Regions from separate parts of the Columba livia genome. Here region 2 is linked to region 1. A link is a contact called in public Hi-C data. All regions are on one chromosome and are shown on one strand. The core of a region is the stretch at or near the end of the contact, and the rest is flanking DNA. Distances in the headings are between cores, read along the strand shown. Region 1 overlaps LARS2 (leucyl-tRNA synthetase 2, mitochondrial). Region 2 holds the start of TMEM158 (transmembrane protein 158).

The links. Hi-C and Micro-C count contacts between places; a contact is called where the count stands out from the background.
Region 2: a Hi-C map of crop shows a contact between it and region 1, with 4 times the contacts expected there. The contact joins the promoter of TMEM158 here to the enhancer-like site in region 1. A contact is called at or near these places in 2 of 2 Hi-C or Micro-C datasets (crop and liver).

Annotation. Positions count from the first base shown.
Region 1 is chr2:47,439,256-47,443,708 of bColLiv1.pat.W.v2, reverse strand. All of the region lies in intron 14 of LARS2 (leucyl-tRNA synthetase 2, mitochondrial), which reads left to right. Among named protein-coding and RNA genes, the nearest start is that of LIMD1, 36 kb to the right of the region's middle. Within about 2 kb of position 2,223, at least 1 of the 3 cell types and tissues checked has an H3K27ac peak away from gene starts, as active enhancers do.
Region 2 is chr2:47,557,114-47,561,566 of bColLiv1.pat.W.v2, reverse strand. TMEM158 (transmembrane protein 158) reads right to left here and starts at 2,577. Exons shown (of 1, transcript XM_065051767.1): 1 at 1-2,577. The coding sequence starts at 2,418. The coding sequence ends at 1,486.

The DNA.
Region 1 (4,453 bases), core at 974-3,473:
TGTATTTTCAAAACTCAGCTGGATGAGACCCTGAGCAACCTGAAGTTAGGTCTTCTGTGAGAAAGGGGTTGGACCAAATGACTTCGAAAGGTCCCTTCTAGCCTATGTTATTTTAAGAGTCCGTGATTCTGTACCTGTATGAATTTGAAATGTGTTTTTTTCATAGTCTGCTGTGACAGAGCAGCAATACCAAAGCACTGTGCCTAGATTGGTCTACATATGGTAAATTGCAGAAAAAAACCTCTTAACTTCAATTAAAAAAATGCTCAAGAAGCACTTGACTATGTCTAGTGACAATAGCAAAGAAAATTTCTTTCTGTACAAGTAATTTGCAAGACTGTGGAGAATTCCTTTGAGGCCATATGCAATCTCAAGAACTGTTTGTTGCACACGTGAAGATATGTTACAGCATTGCCCCTAGGATCTACTGTACGTACTGCTTATATGTGTGCTCAGAACACAAGATGACTGTAACAAATTCATCATTACGCGCAAAATTGTTTGCTTCCTTTAGCTCTATGCACTTGGAGCATTAGGTGCTTTTAAGTCATGAAGTTAAATTAGGATCTTGTTTTGATATGGAAATATCAACTCCTTTATAAATATGACCACGTGTTTAAAATATGTTTTAGCATTGGTCAGAAGCCACTTTTGCTCAGTCTTCTCTTAGGACAGCTCAAGGGCTGGTCTGAGAGATCTGAAAAGAGTGATTAGAAACAACAAGCTTATTGCTAGGAAGTTTAAAAGTCATGGTGTTGAAGCCCACAGCTTCGAGGGAGAACATTAAAATGTTAAAAAACACTGCCCTCTTGTGCATTTTCAGCCTTTCTCTAGCTGCTCAGATCTTGTTCACAGATCAAATTAGTAAAATTCTGCTGCATCTCAGTTAATGAGAGCTGCCACCATTTAAAGTGTTATCTAGTATCCTGACAAGTTTTTATTATTACCCTATCAATCTGTAGGAATTTTTCATTTTGATTGGTTTTCTTCAGGGAAATTTTCATTGTTTGGCTCCTATCCTCTGACTTTCAAATCCATGGAAATATTTTCTGACAGTCTTAAATTCTGTACTAATGGCTATTAATATAATCAGGAAGGTGAAACCTAAAGTTTAACATTTCATAGTTCAGATTTTCAAAGCAATCTCTTCAAATATTATGTACATTATTACAATAGAAATATTATAGGCCATTAATTTGCAGATGTCACACATGCTTTCATAAAAAATGCAATGTTTGTAGGCATCTAAAATTGTAAAGGTGTGAATATAGTTTAAATATCCCCTGATGGTGAGGCATGATCTTTAATATTTTTAATGATTGAACTGGAGATGTTGGGAAGTGTTGCTCATTTCCTCAGGAATAACAAGGCAGAATAAATAGCACCCTCTGGGTATTGGTACATGTGACAACAGATTAAGCCCAAATTGATGTCATTTTCTTTTAGAAATCTGGTCTGTAAAGTGTATTGGTTCTGGGATTAATTTACAAGCCTATCAGCCTTCCCAGCTGTGACCACCGCTGGGAGAGGGGCCAGGTAGGCAGGTGGGGCCAGCAGCCTCCTCATCGGTTCCAGCCTGATCCACCATGGTGAGCATGTGCTGACACACTCGCTTACACCTGCTCAACTGGATTATTGCAAGTACAAGTTACACAGAATTTGACTTTTCCCTAGGCTTTAGTAATTGGTTCTGCCTGATGAATAATTGGAAATGGGATCTAGCACATTCTCCCCAGAGGATTATAAAGCAATAAAAAAGTTTATTGTTGCCATTAAGTCAGCAGATTTGGTTCTGACAGAGAAAGCACTGTTTTCACATAGCTACATTACAGAATAAAAGAAGATAAGTGTGTGACAGAAATAACTTATCCTGTAAAGGCAGGATGTTAGAGCTTCTCTGCATTCATTAGGGACTTTGTCAATAGTGTTGATTGTAAGTAAAAGCACTCAGCTATTGGCTGTGTAAAATCTGAACGTTCGATATTGTTTGATCTTTTTTCTTCCTAAAATGATGAGTTCCCACATCTCCCAGTCATTTCTGGCTTTCTACAGGATTGCCAGGTTGTTGCAGGTAGGTCTGACTGCAGGTTTCACAAGCACCTGAACTCAGTTGGCAGTGACTGACCAAGGTCTTGTCTTGGCCCCAGAACATACTATCGGGCTCTCTCAGCCTCTCAGGAAGTGTGGGATGCAGATACAAGCAGTGAGCTCCCTTGCCAGAGCCATCCTTTCTTCTGACTCTGCTCTTTGTCACTGTGGCAGGCTCCACAGAGTCCTTCCAAGCAGGTCATTTGTAATTGGATTGAAAGTCCTACTCGCGGTGTGTGGAGGAGAACAAGTAGCCTAAGGACTTGGCAGTGAGCAGGAGTTCCTGATCTGTCTGTCATGCTTGCCCCTCCATCCATTGCATGCTTCTATATAGAGAACTTATTCTGTTGTAGAAATGAACCTGTACATGAACATTACTGAAAGGAAAAAGGTGGATTACATGCTTCATGGCTAGCACAGCTGATCCTTCTGGGAGGTGTCAAGCAGACTTAACAGGTGGGGTCCCGTCTGACGTACGTGTTCAAAAGCTGCAACAACTCAGGACACGGTGCCCGTACTCCAGCGTGGGCACAGACCAATTTCACAGGCAGGTGAAGGCGCATCCTGTTCCAGCACCCTTACAATCTGAAGTGTAATCAAATGTTCAAAGAACTCAAGCCACCTCTTCATTTTCTGTGCCAGAAATGTCTGTTTGAACACAGCTTCACTTCAGGTGTGCGCAGTGGTGTGGCTCAGGAGGCGTTTATGACACCAGACCATGACTGGTGCTGCAATATTTAGATCAGAATCGCATCACACCTGACGTGCTGCTGTGTCTTGGCAGTTCCCTTCTGCAGCCAAGAAAGACGTCGCTTTCTTCAAAGAGGAAGGTTTTTAGGTGTTTGGTTTTATCAATGTATATTAAAGTGTAACTCTGAGCGTGACCATGAGATGGAGCCACAACAACACTGGCAAAATCTCTGTACGCTGCAGGAGAAATACAGTACTGGGCTCGATCTGTTTTTGAGCCCTGTGTTTGTTAGATGGTCTCTGGCTTGCTCATTTTGGGCATGTCTCCATTCTCCTGCGGTCTCCCACTAGGAACACGTAGGGGTTTTTTTCCCCATACTTGGTAATGTATTTTGTATTGCATTTTTGTAGCCTCTGTCAGCATAAACAAAAATAGGAAATGCTTATTCCTGCATTCAGCTTTTACTAACTTGGCGTATGATCTGTGCTTACTCTTTGTCATTAAAAACAAGTCTTCCTTGGAAAGTCACTTTTAATGGAGAGCCCTATCTGATTTGGATTTTCTGGCTACTTCATTAGCTTTATTTTACATAGCAGCAAGTGTAGCTATTTTAATAATGGTGTGAGACCTTAAAGAGACTGAAATATGCAGTGACGGGGAAAAATATTTTTATTTTTCCTTGGTGCAATAAATTTAATTTGTGTAAGAAACTTATCCTGAACAGTTATCTCCTGAAGCATTTTTCCACCATTTGTTGATGACAGAATTGCAAGGGTTTTGTTCCTGATTTTAATCTTCTAATTCACTTGCATATTTTGAGATAATTATTGCCTATTTTTAAAATACTTTTTCTTGCTTGTCCTGTCTGAATTTGGCTTCAGTTCTCACCTCCTTAAGTTCCTTTGATTTATTTCTAAGCAACAGGATTTTTCAGACAGTCTGTGAAATATTGTCTAGGAAATGTTTATAGAGATGCTTGAATTGCTACTCTAGGCGGCATGGCAGAGATTAGTGCTGCCTGGTGACTGAGTGATACGCCACTATGTGCTGGTACTTACACAGTATTTAGAAGTATACAAAATATGCAAGGAAGGAATCTCATGTTGAAACATGAATATGTTGAAGATAAAGTATGAAGCCTGTCACATGCCCAGTTTAAGGCTTTTCTTTCAAATATCTTCTTACTTCAGAGTCACCAAAAGGTTTAAAGACTAGTATTTGGAAGATACCCGCTTTAATAAGCGAAAACATGCATAATTGTTATAGAATTTAATAATACTTTAACTGTATTATTAAATAAATTATGGTGTTTTAAATCATGAGATAAATTGCCATATAATTTATATTTCCTAATAATGTAAAATACTAAATGAACTCCTTAAAAGTGAGTAGTGTTTTAGATTATGACTTCTTTGTACGTGTGAAGTAAAATGTGGAAGTCTGGTTTTACTCTTTCTTCTTTAGATGGTTTTATTTCAGCTTTATGAAAAAAATATGTAAGTAGGAGGAATGCATCCCTTTTACACAAGTTGATTTGGTAGATGTGTGGGGCTTCATTAGATGGAAGTGGGGGGGATCCAGATTGCTTGATGTCGAGCACACGTGTGGGCATTAGGAGACACAAGTCAATAGTAACCAGCACTGGTTAGCACATCCTCCAGTATGATGGTCACC
Region 2 (4,453 bases), core at 1,328-3,827, 120 kb before region 1:
ACTGAATTAACCCTGAGTGAGTTCATGAGTTCCTAACAAACTAAATACATTGATGTCGACAAAGGAATGAGAATTCCTATTGCAAATCTTTCTCACTTCACTCACATTTTGGTTTTAGAAACTTCAGCTGATTACTTGTGTCTAAGGCAAATAAAACAACTTAATACAAGGCTAAACAGTTCAACTACACAACAAATGATATTTCCAGCCATGCAACTGTCTGCTCAAACAAGAAAGAAGAAATCTTGCAAATCTTTCTTCTTGGCATGCTTGCACAGTGGCAGCTGTCATCTAGTCCTGGACCAGCAGCTCCTGCTTTCTCTCCACCCCATGAGTTTTCTGAGAGCAACCCTGCAGAATGGTGGATGAAAAATAGGGGCGATACTACGAAGCTTTCAACAAATATACTGCAGCTGAATTGTTTTTGAGGAGTGCACTTTGTGGAAATCAGAGTCTCGCCCCCGGACTCCTTTTAACCCATCTGAACAAGTGGGTCTCATCTTCCCAGGACCGAAACCACACAACCTCAAGACAAGGAGAGAGACATAATGTGTGGAGCTGGACTAAGTAAATCGCCTTGGAAGATCTCTGCCACAGACACGTTCCCCATCCCACACCACCCTGATGTAGATCGACAGTACGCATAGGGCAAACGCCATTCAGAAAGGGTTTGGAATTCCCCTTTTTCTACCACCAACCCCAAAGTCATCTCATGGGCAAAGAGTTGCTTTGCAGCTGGTTTGCAGATGGGGAAATCGGCTGAACCCCCCATTCCACCCTGGCGAAAACAGACTGACAAAAGGCTACGGTGGCTCCAGAAAGAAAATCTCTGTATTAAAAGCCAAATAACGCAGAGCTACAATAATAAATACACACTATCTCAACTGGGAAATACAGTGAAAAAGCTTTGTTAAAGTTCAGCTTCATCAATAACTACATATATATATATATATATATATATATATATATATACTGCTTCAGTTCTCAATCCTGCCAAAGAGACTTCTGTAAATAAAGAAAAAACCCACTCAAACTGTATTTCATATACAAAAAAGCTACTCCGACTACAACAAATGCAGTTGAATGGGAGGGTCTTTTTTATTTCCTGCGTTGTTGTTTTTTTGGGTTTTTTTGTTTTTTTTTTTCTACTAAAAGGTTCGTTTAAAACGGGTATTAAAGATATAAAACGAGCACACAGGATTCGGTCCCCTCCGGCGGCGGGGTGAGTGGCGCGGCGGGGCTGCTCCCCTCAGGGCGGGACGGACTCTGAGGCGGCCCCGGGACCCTGAGGCGACGCCGGGACCCCGAGGCAGCCCCCGGGCGGCCCCACGGCACACCGGGCCGGCGGCCTCCCTCCGCGCACCTGGGACAAGCTTTAAACAAGAACAAGACGGCAGAGTTTGGCCCGGCGGGAGGCGGCGGCCGCCCCGCGTCCCTCCGCACCGCACGACGAAAAGAAGCGGGGGAAGGAGTGACCGGGAGAGGCTACTTGGCGGCGGCGGCGGTGGTGCCGGCGGCGGTGCTGCGACGCTGCTCCATGCCGTTGGGCAGGAAGCCGGCGATGATGGGCACCGGCCAGATGAGGGCGGCCACGCTCCACACGATGATGACCAGAGTCATGAAACAAGCTACCAAGGTAGACTCGATGGGCTTGCGGTTCATCCGCCAACCCGGCTCTCCCTTCAGCTCCTCCAGGCTGAAATCCAGGCAGCAGAAATTCAGCGGCTCCCCTTGCAGCCAATACTGGCCGGGCTCCGCCGCCGGCGGGTAGGAGAGCGAGGAGGAGGCCCCGGCGGCGGCAGCGGGGGCTTGGGGAGCGGCGCCCCGCAGGCGCCCGACCCGTCTCCCCCGCACCCAGCTGCAGCCCACGCAGAGGCGCAAGTCCTGCTGGGCGCCGCCGGCCGCCAGCCCCAGGTGCTCGATGAGGAGCGGTGGCCCCACGCGGTGGAAGGCGGCGGAGAAGAAGGCCCGCCCGTGGCTGTTGGTGGAGAAGAGCAGGAGGTCGCACTGGATGCCCAGCGGGCGGCTCCAGCGCACCAGCAGCGAGCTCAGCATCTGCCGCTGCACGCTGATATTGCAGTGCGGGTCCTCGGCGGGCTGCGGCTGTCCCTGCGGCTGGGGACGCTGCTGTTGCTGCTGTTGCTGCTGCTGCTGCCCGGAGGAGGTGGGAGCGGAGGGGAACGGCTCTTGGCTAGAGGCAGCCGGCGTGCCCGGGCTGGTGGTGCCACTTTCCTCCTTGCTTGCTGCCCCATCGAGGTCCATCTCGACGCTGGCCAAGGTGCGAGAGGAGGAGTTGACAGGGGGCAAGAAGAGCTCTTGCTCCTGCTCCTCCTGCCCGCTCGCAGCCGCCGAGGGGCTCCAGCCCTGGCAGGGCGGCAGGCAGGCGGCCAGCAATGCCGGGAGTAGCAGCGGCAGCATGGCATTGACTTAGAGCCGGACAGGAGGGAGAGGAGGAGGAGGAACGGGCGGCTGCATGGCGCAGCCGGCTGCCATCTGGGAAGGGAGGCACACTGCTCCCGCCGAGAGAGCGAGAAAAAGGGAAGGAGGGTGGGGGCAGGCGAAGGGGGTGGGAGCGGGGCTGGGGCTGCCGCGGCGGCGAGGCGAACAAGCTGGGAGCCTCGGTGACGGCAGCGGCTCCCCGCTTCCCCGCCTCCTCCGCCCCCGGCCCGGCCCGGCAGCGCCCCAGCGGGAGGAGCCGTGCGACCGGCCGGCCCCGCCGCCGCGCCTTGAGGTGCCGGCCCGGCGCCCCCGCCCCGCGGCCGGGCAGCTGCTCTCCCCGGGCAGCCAGTGCCTCCCTGCCCTGGAGCATCCTCTCCCCTCAGACAGGGACCGCTCTCCCGTGCCGACACGGCGCCGGTTCCTGCCACCCCGTCCTCCCCCGTGGGGGAGAGCTGAGACCCCCTCAGCTCCGCTGCCGTCCCGGCCGCAGGGGCGAGAGGTTCCCCGCTGCCTGGGAAAGGGAGAGGCTGGTAGCGCCCTGGGACGCGGGACCGCTGGGTCCCTCCCGTCCCGCATCTCCCGGCCGAGAGAGCATCTGTGGGCGGCCGCGGGGGCTGCCGTGGCCATCGCCTCTCTCCCTCTTCGGGGGCCAGGGGCGAGGGAAAGAGGCTGGTTCCTCCGGAAACCGGCTGCGCAGACTTTAATCTCGACTTCGTAGGAAGGGAAAGGGACAGGGGAGTGGGGGACGCGGAGGAAAGGGAGTTTGAACAGACAGGGTGCACCGGCTGGGCTCTTCCAGCGGTGCTCTGCAAGTCCGGGCTCAGCCCCGGGGGCTGCTCCCGCAACCTGGCCGGGGCTGGTGTGCGGGGCATCCACAGACAGGCACACTCGGTCCCTGTAGCAATAATTTCAACGTAGAAGTTTATTACAAGGAGCACAAAGCTACCAAGCGTGGTAGCTGTGAGACTCCGTTGTGTTTTTCAAAAAGCTGCTTTTGAAGCGCGATAGTTTGTAATCAAGCTAGGTAGCACAGCTTGTGTCACGACCCAGCGCTGGCTACTGTGTTACTCTGGACACAGGTTGAGGCTCGCTGTGTTGCAGTTTGACACTTGGAGCCTTGCGGTGTACAGAACTGGATGACACAGATGATGAACATTGTTTAGCCTTTACCTTGGGCAGAGGGTGGAATAGAGTTACATTTTCCTGGCAAGCATCCAGAACCGGGATTCTTATTTGCCTTTACAGCCCTTTTTTTGACAAATACAGATGCAAAAGGGAAGCATGAATACAAAACCTAGGGAAAAATCTATGTAAACGGTAGAGCTGAACTCCGTATGGTGCTTCTTTAAGGATGGCATTGGTCCCATGTCAGACATGGTCCCACGTCAAAGCAACACATGGACACATTCTCACTCGGAGAACGAGTTACTGTAATATCACTCCCAAGTCTTTCAGATGAGTGAGGGTAGTGAATGAGGGTAGAGAGTAAATTTTAGATTTGCTGTAACTGAACATGAATGAAGGTAGTGAATCAGTTTTCTTTCAAAACCCTTGCCTAAATATATCATGACAAAACTCAGAGTTGCTTGCCTTCTATTCAAAAGAGACCTAAGCACCAAAACGGATTTGTGTTTGATCCCTCATTAGCCCAAAGGGTATTGTCTACCAGATCTCTCTAGTTTGGCTACGTTTTTAGTTTGGTTTGTGACAGAGAAAAATGCCCGATGAAGTGTTCAAAGCAAGCTGTCTGGTTCCAGTTGTGGAGTTTTGCTCAGATGTTACAATACGTTTAATACCATTTTCAGTGCTATTTCAATGTCTCTTATTTAAGAGCTCTCTGATACTTTTTATTGTCCCTTGAATGTGTCTCCTGACGTCCTTTGTCATATCTGCAGTCCCCTACATTTCTGTGGCTGTAAATTTTTCTGTTGCAGTGTGTCTATAGACTCAAAACCAGACTAAGAGAAGGTTAATGCACAGCAAATACTGCCAAAACTGTGGGTCCACTTATGTA